Linked DNA regions of Pan troglodytes: all the other regions are linked to region 2. A link is a contact called in public HiChIP or PLAC-seq data. All regions are on one chromosome and are shown on one strand. Each heading gives the region's core, a stretch centred on a gene start, on an enhancer-like site or on the middle of the called end of the contact. The rest is flanking DNA. Distances are from core to core; before and after follow the strand shown.

Region 1 (4,077 bases), core at 1,548-4,047, 130 kb after region 2:
TGCAAATTTTTCTCTTTTTTTTTGAGACGGAGTTTCATTCTTGTTGTCCAGGCTGGAGTGCAATGACGCAATCTCAGCTCACCGCAACCTCTGCTTCCCGGGTTCAAATGATTCTCATGCCTTAGCCTCCCAAGTAGCTGGGATTACAGGTGCCCGCCACCACATCCAGCTAATTTTGTATTTTTAGTAGAGACGGGGTTTCTCCGTGTTGGTCAGGCTGGTCTCAAACTCCCGACCTCAAGTGATCTGCCCACCTTGGCCTCCCAAAGTGCTGGGATTATAGGCGTGAGCCACCGCATCCGGGCTCCACCTTTGCAATTTATTTCCTACTGCCTGCTTGCAAATCAAAATCAAGTGATCACTGGTTTATCTGTTGCGTGCCTTCATGTGCTTGGGGCCAAATATGCGCTTGGCTGTAGAAACGCCTAGCTGTCCCTTGAGGACTCCCATTACGTGGTTGACTGACTTCTAACTCCTGCTCTCAGTTTACACGACTTCATAAACTGTGCACCGGCTCATGCCTCCCTCCCCTCAGCAGAGTGGTCAAAATCCAGGGCTCTGGGGTGGGACTCCCTGGCTCCTCTGCCAGCCGTGTCACCTTGGGGCAACTTGTCTAACCTCTCTGTGCCACACTTTCCTCATCTGGGAAATGGGGCTGGGCCAGGTGTGGTGGCTCACACCTGTAATCCCAGCACTTTGGGAGGCCGATAGGATAGTGTGAGGTCAGGAGTTCGAGACTAGCCTGGGCCACATAGTGAGATCCCCATCTCTACAAAAATGTTAAAAAAAAATGAGCTGGGTACGGTGGTGCATGCCTCATGCTCAAGTAGTCCCAGCTACTTGAGGGGTCTGAAGCAGGAGGATAGGTGGATCCCAGAGTTCGAGGCTGCAGTAAGCCATGATCGCGCCACTACACTCCAACCTGGCTGACAGAGTGTGACCCAGTCTCTAAAAAAAAAAATTAAAAAGAGAAAGAAATGGAGCCAGTCACAATCCCCTTAAGGCACGGTTATGAGGGTTGAAGGAGTGGGTCGTGGGTATTAGAAGCTGTCACTGCAGCCGATCCCCCTTCAAGTGGGGCTCTGCCTCGGACCCTTTGCATGCTCTGCTCCGGTTCCCAGGAACGTCCTCTGCCAGCTCCTCATGAAGCCCACTGACCCCTTCTTGTCCGTCGCCTCCTCCAGGAGACCTTCTCACCAAACTGCTTCCCCCTGCCCCTCAAGTTCACCTGTTCCACTCCCTTCAAAGCACCAGACAGTAACTGAAATTGTGTTGGGTTTTGTTTCCACTAGACTGTAAGTGACTTGAAGGTGAGGATTTGGGTTACCCCGGGTCACTGTAGATGAAACCAAGTTCAAAAAGCACCAGCTGCCCACATGGAGCAGTCTCCCTTGTCACTCTCTGGGTGACCTGAAGTTAGTAGTTTGTCCCCTTGTTGGAGGGTGGGACTCTGGCGACCTGTAGTAGCTCGTCCATTGGTTGGAGGGTGGGACTCTGGGTGACCTGAAGTTAGTGGCTTGTCTGTTGGAGGGCGGGACAGCACCCACATCTGTCTCATGGGTGTAGGAAACATGCAGGGAGAATGCCACCCTGGGTGGGTGCAGTGGCTGACGTCTGTAATCCCAGCATTTTGGGAGGCTGAGGCAGGAGGATCTCTTGAGCCCAGGAGTTGGAGACCGGCCTGGGCAACATAACAAGATCCCCCTTCTCTACAAAAATTTTAAAATTTGTTTTGGTGTGGTGGCTCGTGCCTGTAGTTCCAGCACTTTGGGAGGTTGAGGTGGGAGGATTGCTTGAGTCCAGGAGGTCGAGGCTGCCGTGAGCTAAGACTATGCCAATGCCCTCCAGCCTCGGTGACAGAGTGAGACCCTGTCTCTAAAAAAAAAAAAAAAAAATGAATACAACCCTACCCTCTGCTACCTCTGTCTCTGGTCTCAAAAGAAGCTATAGCTGGACAGGAGGCCCCAGCCTGGTTGTTGACTTTCCTAGGCAGGTGTTCAAAGAGCTCCGACCTCCTGGGCCCCATACCTGGGGGTACTAAGCAGGACCAGCTCCCCACTGGTTCACTTCAGGCCTGACCCCAGAGGGTGCTGGGGAGGGGCACCTCCCATGCAGAGGCGCTGCATGGATAACCCAGAGTGGAGGGCCCATCTGTGTGTCCGCCTGTTCTAGGAACTGCGCCAGGGTCACCCACAGGTGAACAGCCCTCCAGAGTCCCCTCTGCACACCAGGGAGAGGGTGGGGGTCCCCCACCCCATTTTCCAGTCCTCTCTTGGCCTCGCCCCTATGCTTGACTGAGGCCTGCTCGATAGCATGTGGGGCTTGGCGCCTCTGTAAAGCTCACCCTGTCTACTCCACCTCAAAGGTTTTCTTGAGGGTGCGGGCCTCTGGCTCCTGCCTGACACAGATCTTCACATGTGGGAGGTCCCTATAAGAAGAGCTGGCCCCTAACAGAAGCAAGCAGGGAGAGCGGATGTCCCTGAGTTCCCCATAGATGCTCTGCACACAGTAGCTGCCTGACAGGAATAAGGTCAGGAGAAGACCCTGGGGGCTGGCCCCCTAGGGTGAGGCCCCTTCTGGTAGCTTGAGCAGCTGTAGCCCTTGGGTGCCTATAAACCTAGCTCTGCCCAGAGGGAGGGTGCAGGCTGGAAATCCACCTGACACACAGCTCAGCAGAAGGCAGACTCTAGGCTCTTCCCTCGCCACTGGGGGAGAATTGGGGGTGCCGAGGACAAGGGACACAGCAGGCTCAGGCCGCGGGGGCTGGGTGCAGGGAGGCAGGTATGACCTCAGGGCCCGGGTGCGCCGGTTCAAGGCTGCCCTCTGCCGGGCACTTGGGCTGGTGCAGCGGACAAGGAGGCTGGCTCCAGGGAAGAGAAGGAAAGTCCTGACCAGGCAACTTTATTGTGACCCCGAGGTGGGGCTCTTCACTGGGGGCCTCCTGAAAGTGGAGAGTTGGGGGTGAGGGGCTCTCATGTTGCCCCCGCAACACCCCTGTTACATTCAGACACAGATGAAGGGGCTGGACAGGGGCACCCTGTGCCTGCAGCACAGCCCAGGGAAGGCCCACTTTGCACCGTGCCCCCCAAGGCGTGGCTCCTCATTTCTTGAATCCTGGCTTCTTGGCTCTGGCTGTGGCTTTGGCCTGTGGAGGGAAGGCAGGGCTCCAGGGTCCCATTCCCTTCTCCATACCAGGCAGCCCCCTCCAGAGAATACTCGCCTGTCCCAAGGGCCACAGCCCTCTGGTCCTACTCACCTTTTTCACAGGGCTCTTGTCTCTAACGCTGGCTCTGCAACAGGGTGGAGCGGAGCAGGAGTGGGATTGGGGTCAGGGAGAGAGCTCAGCTCCAGACCAGCGGCGTGGCCCTCCCAGTGCCCACCCTGGAAAGCAAGCCTGGCTGCTCCTCCTGGGGACCACTCGGACTCTTTAAACAAAGGGATGTGTGTGTGTGTGCATGCATACGCATATGTGTTTTCCTTAGGCTTCCATCTTCATTTAGTTATCACAAATGTCTTTTGTTTTGTTTTGTTTTTGAGATGGAGTCTGGTTCTGTTGCCCAGGCTGGAGTGCAGTGACACTATCACAGCTCACTGCAGCCTCGACCTCCTGGGCTCGAGTGATCCTCCTGCCTCAGCCTCCTGAGAAGCTGGGACTGCAGGTGTGCACCACCACACCTGGCCCACAAATGTCTTTTTCATTATAAAACATTAACCATTTTGTACAAAATATAGCAAATAGACAAGAAAATACATTACTTATAGTTTTCTTTACTGCCCACACTAAACATTTTGGTGTATTTTCTTTCAGGGTTAATATTTTTTTCTTGGTCAAACTTTTTTTTTTTTTTTTTGAGATGGAGTCTTGCTCTGTTGCCCAGGCTGGTGTGCAGTGGTGTGATCTTGGTTCACGGCATCCTTCGCATTCCGGGTCTAAGTGATTCTCCTGCCTCAGCCTCCCGAGTAGCTGGGATTACAGGCACATGCCACCACGCCCAGCTGAATTTTGTATTTTAGTAGAGACAGGGTTTTGCTATGTTGGCAAGGCTGGTCTTGAACTCCTGACCTCAAGTGATCCTC
Region 2 (3,832 bases), core at 404-2,903:
TGACAGCAAATGTCCTGGTTTACCCGCAGCCCAGCAGGTGTAGAGGGGTAAGGGCTGAGGGATTTGCCCTGATTTCCTCCATTGGATGGTCTCTTATTCCTGCCTGTGGGCCACCCTCCCAGGAGAGTCCCTGAACAGGGTCTCCAGAGCCAGGACTAGAGCAACCTGCCCCTCCGCCCCTCGTGCCCCACACAGGCAGTCCAGTTCTAGCAACTATGCCACTTCCCCTGGCTCTGGCTATTTGGAGATGAGCTGAAGTCAGAGAGGCAGGAAGTCAAGGAAAAGTTCTGATATCTTGTCCCTGTGTGTCCCCAAACAGCCTGCCCAGGGTCATCCAATCAGGCAAATGGCCCGAGTGCCTGGCCATCTGGTCACTCCAGGGGCAGGACCCTTCTGGGCTCAGCAGGAGTGAAGGGGTTACATAGAGTCTTCAGAGACAAAGAACACACACACACATACAGGCAAACACACACTCCGGGGTCCTGACCTCAGCTAATTAGCCTCTGGTGTCTCGGGGGTGACAGAGCTGATATACAATATCTGGGTTCTCTTTGTATTTTCCCTCTTTCCACCCCAACTTGGCCTTGGCGGGGGTCTCCGGGCACATAGGGACAAAGTTAAGTCCCCCTTCTGGGTTGGCTTCTCTGACTTTGACAGCTGTCTCCTAAGTCCCAGAAAGCTTCAGCTACTGGTTAAACTACGGGATACCCAGAGAGCACGATCTCAGGGAATCCCTGGAAAAACTTTCTTCTTCCACTTGGGCTGGGTGGTGGCCGGGGGACCTGCTCCTTGGAGACTCAGGCCTCCCAGATCCAAGCCAGACAGATGTGCAGCCCCAGGGCAGCCCAGACAGGCTGGAAAACACCCAGCTCCTGGAGCAGGAGAGATGGGGGAGAAGGGGAAAGAACACACACACACACACACACACACACACACACACACACACACGCACAGGAGTTTGGCCAGAAAAGTTTCCTACAGAAGGAAAAGCCGCATTGCCCGCCGGTTTTCCCCGGACGCAAGGAGACTTCCTCTGGAATCCTCCGGGAAGATGAGAGGCAGCGGCAGCAGCTTCCACCAACAGCAGCAAAACTTCAGTCCGAAAAGTCCCCCAAATCCCCCTCCCTCTCCCCCTCGTTCTTTTGTTCCCCACTGCATTGCCAACCAGGCAGCTCCCGGCTTCCCACACTGGACTGTCCTCCCCCAACCCCAAGCCCGAACCCGCCCGCGCCTCCCCGCCTGGCCCGTCGCCGGGGGGCCGGGGGGCGCTCACCCGCCTTGCAGGGGTCTTTGTAGTTGAGGGGCTCCGAGTCGTCCTCCTCCGCCAGGTCATAGGTGTAGTCGGCCAAGTCCAGCGGCCGGCCGGGACGCGGGAGCAGCAGCAGCCCGAGCAGCAGCGGCAGGCGGGCCACGCCGGGCATGCTGGCGGGGCGGCGGCGAGGGAAGCGGGGCACTGGAGGCCAGGGGAGGGCGTCCTCTCGCCCACTTGCTTGCTCGTTCGCGACCGCGACCGCTCCCGCCCTCGCTCCCCGACCTCTTCCCCTTCCCTCTGCTCGCCTCCCTCCTTCCTGTCTCCCGCCCCCCGCTCGGCCCGCGGCTCCGCGCTCGTCCTCGGGCTCCAGCCGTCTCCCTCTCCCTTTCCTTCTTTTTCTCTCTTTCTTTCTCTCCCTCCCTCCCTCCCTCCGACTCCCCCCCCCCCTTTTTAGGGAAATGAGCTCGCTGGAGGGCGGGTTTTCGCCCGAGCTCTGCCCCCCTCGGGGCTGGGACAGTGCTCAGCCGGGCCGGGCCGTGCGCCAGCCGGGGCGGGGAAGGCGGAGAGCCGCGCGCCCGGGGAGGGGGCTCGGGCCGCCCGGGCCGCGGGCCGCGAGGCCGGGGCTGGAGCTCGGGCCCCGGGGTGCCGGGAGGGCTGTCGCTCCTGAGGTGCCCTCTAGCGGCGGCCTCCCCCGCGGGCGCGCGGCCGAGCCCCCGCCCCGCCGCGGGACACGCTGTCAGGTCCTCGCGCCGCCCCTGCCCCGCGCCCCCGCCTCGGGTCGGTCTCTCCGCCTGCGTCTCCCTATCTCCCCTTCTTGGACCCTCGCTCTCTCGCGTCTCGCTCTCTGCGCTCTGTCTCTCTCGCTGTCTTGGTGTCTCTCCCTCCTCCGGAGACGCCGCTGGAGGGCGCCGAAAGCCCGTGGATGGCTCCCTGCGAGCCCCTCTCCCCCGCCGAGGTGGACCCAGTGTCCCAGCGCCCTGGGACAGAGGGCGAATGGCAAACCCCACTTTGCTCTGCCAAGGCCCTTCCCTTCTTGGCCGGCCCCCGCCAGGGCAGGACTGCGCCCTGCAGGAAGACAGAAGCAGACCCTTTGCTTTTCAATCAGGCTGCTTTATTCTGTTGTGGCAGGAGTTCCCGGGCCCCTGGGCGCCACCTCTGCCCACTCCCATCCTCTCCCCAAGCTCCCATTTCTCCAGGGCTTGTCCCTGCGGTGTGGGCAGAAGCAGCTTCTTGCCCGTCTGCAAAAGCTGCAAAAGACCCTTTTCCCGGGGCGTTTCCTTTCCCCTTGGGGCTTCCACTGACCCTGTGAAGCAAAGGAATGTTGAGGATGGACAGAGAGAGTCAGGAGAGTGGGAAGTACCGGTCTGTGAGCTTCCCCTCCCGCGAGTTGCCTGGATGACCCCGCTTCAGTGGACGCCCCAGCGCCTGGTCAGCGCGACCGCTCCTCCACAGCCCGGGAAGGTGGCCCGAGCGCTCCTCCGCTGCTGATCAGGGGCCCTGGGATCACACCTGCTCACCGGAGGCGTCCTAGATGTAGTAGAGCGGCACCTCGCCACACAGGGTGCTCACGGCCATGCCCAGGAAGGCCGGGTCCCCTCCGGAGGGTGCTGAGCCTGCATCTCGCCCCTCTGCCTGGCCCAGCTTAGACGTAGGCACTGCGGGCTTGGCCTGCAGAGAGCATTCCATCTGGAATCTAGGAAGTGAGTTTCTATCCCATGTGCAGCCCTTATTGTGGGACTTCAGGTATATCAGGCAATCTCTCTGAGCCTCAGTTTCCTCATCAGTAAAGAGGGGCTGTGCTAGAGTCAGAAGCCACCAGGTAGTGAGTGGACTCAGCTGAGCCCAGCAGCTTGGCAGTGGGGTGGGAAGGAAAGGAGTCGTGCAGGGGAATAGGAGAGGGGCAGTCAGCTGGCAGCCAATGAGGAACAGTGCTTTACAGGTGACAAATAGCCACCATTCGGACACTCCTCCCAGCAGCCCTGGGAGGGAGACAGCCCACTCTTTTCACCCACACACACACACCTGGAAGTTCTGGACTTTTCTAGTGAGAGCCTCAAGACTGGGGATGCTCTCTGGAGCTATCTTCATGATGTAGCAGCAGGTGCCAGGGGCTGGCTTGTAGGCGATCAGCAGCTAGGCACAGAATGCTGGAGATCATTCGGGGGTCCCTGCCCTGCTCTCTCCCTGACCCAGGTCCTTAGCCACCTCCCTCTAGGTTGGGCACGGGAGTCATACTAGAATCTGGGGCTCAGGCAAAAAAGGGCTGGAGGAGAGGGAGAGATGGATGTGGATGAAGTGGCCCAGCTGGGTGGCTCTAGCAGAGCCTTGTCATTGGTCCCAGGGTCAGGAGGTCTGGGCATACCCACCTGCTGGTAGTCATACACCACGAGGCCAGTGGAGCCGATGGAGAAGGTGGCAGTGGTAACCAGGTGCTCACTCAGGGCCAGGCGTTGCTGGGCTTCCGGCGCCCCAATGCTCATCTCCAGAACCTGGGGAAAGGGCATGGAGCTGCCTGGTCTTCCCCTTTCCTACTCAGCCTGTGGTACCCATCCCCATACTCAGGCCTCTGTACTCAAATGC
Region 3 (4,004 bases), core at 1,363-3,862, 250 kb after region 2:
TCAACTTTTACTGTCACTTCTGAATTAAGCCAAGGTACTGGCTTTGAAACACAAATCCCGTGGTTTTCCACCTGTGATTACGTTTCTTGCTATAATTCTGTCCTGACAACTTGTCCCGCACACTCCGAAGATCTACTTTACTGATCTCTGGCCTGAAAATTAAGTCTTTTATTTAGTCCCTTCTCTCCAAAGAAAGGGGCAGAAGTCACACCACTCCAGATTCCTGTAGACGTATTAAGAATGAGATCATTCTTCTTACTTGAGGAATGATGCCACAGAATATAAAGGCGACACTTCTTGCCCTCTAATCTTTCCTTGCCACAACACAAAACCTGTGCAGTTGGTTACCTAGAAAATTGGAAGGTTCCCCACAATGGATGTGCATCAATAACTGTCATAAAAATATCAGATCTCAGGCACAGACAGGAAAAACTTTATCTAGTTTGCAAGAAATTAAACCCTGCAGTCCTCCATCTGCTACTGGGTTTGGTATGGGCTGTCCCTTTCTAGGGCCTGTGCCTGTCTTTGAGGAGAGTGGCCTGGCCCCACAGCACGCTAGGGGCAGCTCTTGAGCCGGATCAAGACCCTCCCGAGCAACGTCTGCACCCAACCCTGCATCTCTCATTTCAGACACACCCCCCTCCACCCCGTGTTTCATAGGAGGTGTGGGCGCTCAACTCCTTCACTGTGGCTAGGGGGACGCGAGGGGAGGCGGGCCGAGGCCTGAGCACCCATTTTGGAAGACCGGGGAGCTCGGCCCTCCGGGCTGTACGATTTCGAGTGTCGGAGGGAAGGGCGCATCCGTGGGAGGGGGAAGGAGGCCGGGGTTGCTGGGGGGTCTCTCGTATTCCGGGGCGTGAGAGGAAGGCGGCGGGAAAGACTCCGGAGAGCGAGGTTTATCAGCGCGAGGTTTCCTTTTTGTTATCTGCTGAGGGATGGCGGGCGTCATGGGGGCGTCCCCCTCAGTAAAGTCAGCAAGGGGGTCCCCCTCGCTTCACTGTGGGGCGGGCGGGGGGGCCCGAGAACTTGACGGAGGCCTCCCCCGGGCACGAAGACAGTGACTGACGAGCGTTGTGGGCTGCGCGCGCCGGGATGCCCGTTCCTGTCCCTGCAGCCCCGCGCGCGAGGCGTGGGACCGGGTGGGAGGGGACGGAGAAGGCCCCCGGCCCGGGAGGCGGGAAAGGCCCCGGGGCTCCGGGACGGGCGGCGGCTCCAGAGCCCCGAGTGGCGGCGGCGCGGGCCTGCCGAGTCCCGAGCCGGCTGGCGCCCTGTGGGCCGTGTGCGCCCCCGACTCCACTCGCCGCTCTTCGTGGTCGCCCCCTCCCCCCCGCGGCTCCTCTCACCTGCACATGATCCGCCATTTTGCTCCATTCATGCTCCTCTCCGGCCCCCCCTCCCCCCCAGCGCGCACCTCGGCCGGAGCCGCTGCCGCCGCCGCCGCCGACGCCGTCGCCGCTGCGCCTGCGCGCTGGGGACTCGTCGCGCTGCGCTCGTGGCGTAGCGCCGCTCAGCTGCGCAGGCCCCGGCGGCCCGGGCCGTGGTTGGAGAATGCGCAGCACCGCTGGGACGGCGTAAAGGCGCGGGCAACGTCAGCGGCCCGGAGACGCCGGGTGGGAGGAAGGAGCGGGCCGGGGGAGCGCGAAGGAGGGGCGGCTGGGGGAACAAAGCTTTGTTTACATGGTTTTTAAAGGGGCCGCGCTCGCTCCGGCGGGCGGGCGCTGGAGTGGGAGTTGGCGCTGCCTTCTGCTCGTTTGCGTGGTGAGGGCTCCTGGATGGGGGCCGAGGTCTGTCGCCGCCCCGGGACCCCTGCACCCAGTGGCTTCCTCTCTTCCCAACCGTCTTCCCCCTTGACTCGCCCCTGGACATCTCCCACCCCCACCCCACCTTGCAGCTACGGGGACCCCCACACCCCACCTAGGCTGCCTGCGAGATTCCTTACTTTCCAATGCCCTCTTCTCAACGGGGGCCGATTCTGTGCTTGTGTCTGTCTAGCTTTCTGGACCACGGCCATCGCTCTCTGGTCTGGATTTCACCAGCAACCCCAGTGGTTGATCTCGTGTTTTTCATTTCTGTCCTTTCGTCCTTGATAAACATTCATGGAAATAACCACCGAATGGTGGTGATGATCAAAACATACGAAGGCACAGTTCTGGCTTCCCAAAGACATTGTCATCGTTGCCAATACTCTAGACTGCCTCCCGAGAGGGTCAGATGCTGGAAGAGGCAGCGGGGCTGGTGGTTAGGACCCCTAGGCTCGGTCTTGTGGAGGTATGAGTGGGAAAGCCATCTCTCTGGGTCAGATAAGGTCAGCCCCTGCATGCTGAGGCCAATTCCAGTCTTCCTCACTAGGAATTATCTGTTAGATAATGCCGGTTCCTGTTTTCCATTGGATTCCACTGTGGCTTCCTTTTAAGGCCCCCAGATTAGATCATAGCTGGATTCTGAGAGCACTGATTGTTTGAAGTTTGTATTTACAGGGGACTACCATCATATGCAAATGATGGTGGTAGTGAATTACACACCCTTGGTGGATGTAGTGGACCGGTGCTCAGCATTCATTTCGACTTCCGTCCTCCTAGTGGGTCTTCCTGGTTTGCAGAGGTAGGGCACCTGGAAACTACATTACCCAAACTTCCTTGCAGCTAGGGTTCTGTATGCAAATTAGGCTCTGCCAATTAGGCTGACTCAGAGAAGATTTAAGAGGCAGAAGATTTAAGTGGCAGAGCTTTTGACTGTTAACTTCTAGCGAGCATAGACCTTTTGAGATGTTGGGTTTTTGTTTTTCCCCAAAACCTCCCAGCGTCCTATCATTAGCTCCGAGCGTATAAAGAGGCAGGGTGATGGGGTCAGTGGCTTTCTGAACCTGGCATCGGGCAATGAAATATTCTCAGAGTCACAATTGCAATGGAAATTCTTTGGATTCCCTACTGGACTGAATAGAGGTAACAGTTTCACAGTGGGCCAGGCCCAAATTTCTGTCCACCCTCCCTTCCCCCACCCCCGCACCCCAACCTCCCCGTGTTTCTCCCTGTGTCTTCCCTTCCTCAGTAAATGGTACCACCATTCATCCAGTTGCTCCTAATAAACACTCAGGAGTTGATTCTTCAAGTCTTATCAGTCCCCAACATGCAAGTCACCTGCAAGTCCTGTTCAATCTATATCTAATATATACCCAATATGACCACTTCTCCATCCATCTCCACTGTTAACACCTTGGTCCAAGCCACCATTACCTTTCTCCTGTGCTCTGGTAATAGATTCCTAATTAGTTTCCCTGCTTCCTGTCTTGCCCCTTGATAACCCATTTTCCATATAGCTGGCTGCTGCAGAACATTATTTTATTTATTTGTTATTTTTTGAGACAGAGTCTTGCTCTGTTGCCCAGGCTGGAGTGCAATGGCGCCATCTCTGCTCACTGCAACCTCCGCCTCCCTGGTTCAAGCGATTCTCCTGCCTTAGCCTCCCAAGTAGCTGAGATAACATGCGCCCACCACCATACCTGGCTAATTTTTGGATTTTTAGTAGAGACAGGGTTTCACCATGTTGGCCAAGCTGGTCTGGAACTGCTGACCTCAGGTTATCCGCTCGCCTCTGCCTCCCAAAGTGCTGGGATTACAGGTGTGAGCCACTGCGCCTGGCCAGAACATTTTTTTAAAATCATAATTCAGATAATTTACACTCCTACTTAAAATCCTTAAGTGGCCTCATGTTGCATTTAGAATTCGAATCTTTGCTGTGGCTCAAGAGGTCGTATGAGCTGACCTCACTCTACCATGCCCCCTCTGGCTCAATGCTCTGTGGTCATTCTGGCCTTGCAGTTCTGCAAAGCCAGGATCTCCTGCCTCAGGGCCTTTGCACTTGCAGTAACTTCTGCCTGGATTGGTTTCCCTTCAGATCGTGAAATGGCTGGCTCACTCTCCTCATGGACTTTTCAGCTCACTTGTCACCTCTCAGAGAGCCTTTTCTCACCACCCTCTTGAAAGTTGTCCCCTGTGCCTATCACT

What was found. HiChIP or PLAC-seq counts read pairs in DNA pulled down with a chosen protein or histone mark.
Region 1: a contact with region 2 is called in an H3K4me3 HiChIP or PLAC-seq map of stem cell-derived excitatory neurons, with 5 times the contacts expected there. The contact joins the promoter of FGF17 here to the promoter of BMP1 in region 2. A contact is called at or near these places in 1 of 7 Hi-C or Micro-C datasets (induced pluripotent stem cells) and 1 of 1 datasets of contacts at active chromatin or transcription factors (stem cell-derived excitatory neurons).
Region 3: an H3K4me3 HiChIP or PLAC-seq map of stem cell-derived excitatory neurons shows a contact between it and region 2, with 2.7 times the contacts expected there. The contact joins the promoter of XPO7 here to the promoter of BMP1 in region 2. A contact is called at or near these places in 1 of 7 Hi-C or Micro-C datasets (stem cell-derived neural progenitor cells) and 1 of 1 datasets of contacts at active chromatin or transcription factors (stem cell-derived excitatory neurons).

Annotation. Positions count from the first base shown.
Region 1 is chr7:30,364,914-30,368,990 of NHGRI_mPanTro3-v2.0_pri, reverse strand. FGF17 (fibroblast growth factor 17) reads right to left here and starts at 2,797. Exons shown (of 5, transcript XM_009454965.4): 1 at 1-2,797. It overlaps NPM2 (nucleophosmin/nucleoplasmin 2), which reads right to left. Exons shown (of 7, transcript XM_009454950.4): 7 at 2,886-3,145. The coding sequence ends at 3,004.
Region 2 is chr7:30,492,495-30,496,326 of NHGRI_mPanTro3-v2.0_pri, reverse strand. BMP1 (bone morphogenetic protein 1) reads right to left here and starts at 1,653. Exons shown (of 21, transcript XR_010159434.1): 1 at 1,274-1,653. It overlaps SFTPC (surfactant protein C), which reads right to left. Exons shown (of 8, transcript XM_009454975.4): 5 at 3,619-3,741; 6 at 3,275-3,385; 7 at 2,770-2,920; 8 at 2,342-2,555. The coding sequence ends at 2,780.
Region 3 is chr7:30,246,305-30,250,308 of NHGRI_mPanTro3-v2.0_pri, reverse strand. XPO7 (exportin 7) reads right to left here and starts at 2,612. Exons shown (of 28, transcript XM_063816905.1): 1 at 1,940-2,612. The coding sequence starts at 2,011. It overlaps DOK2 (docking protein 2), which reads left to right and starts at 3,542. Exons shown (of 5, transcript XM_519640.7): 1 at 3,542-4,004.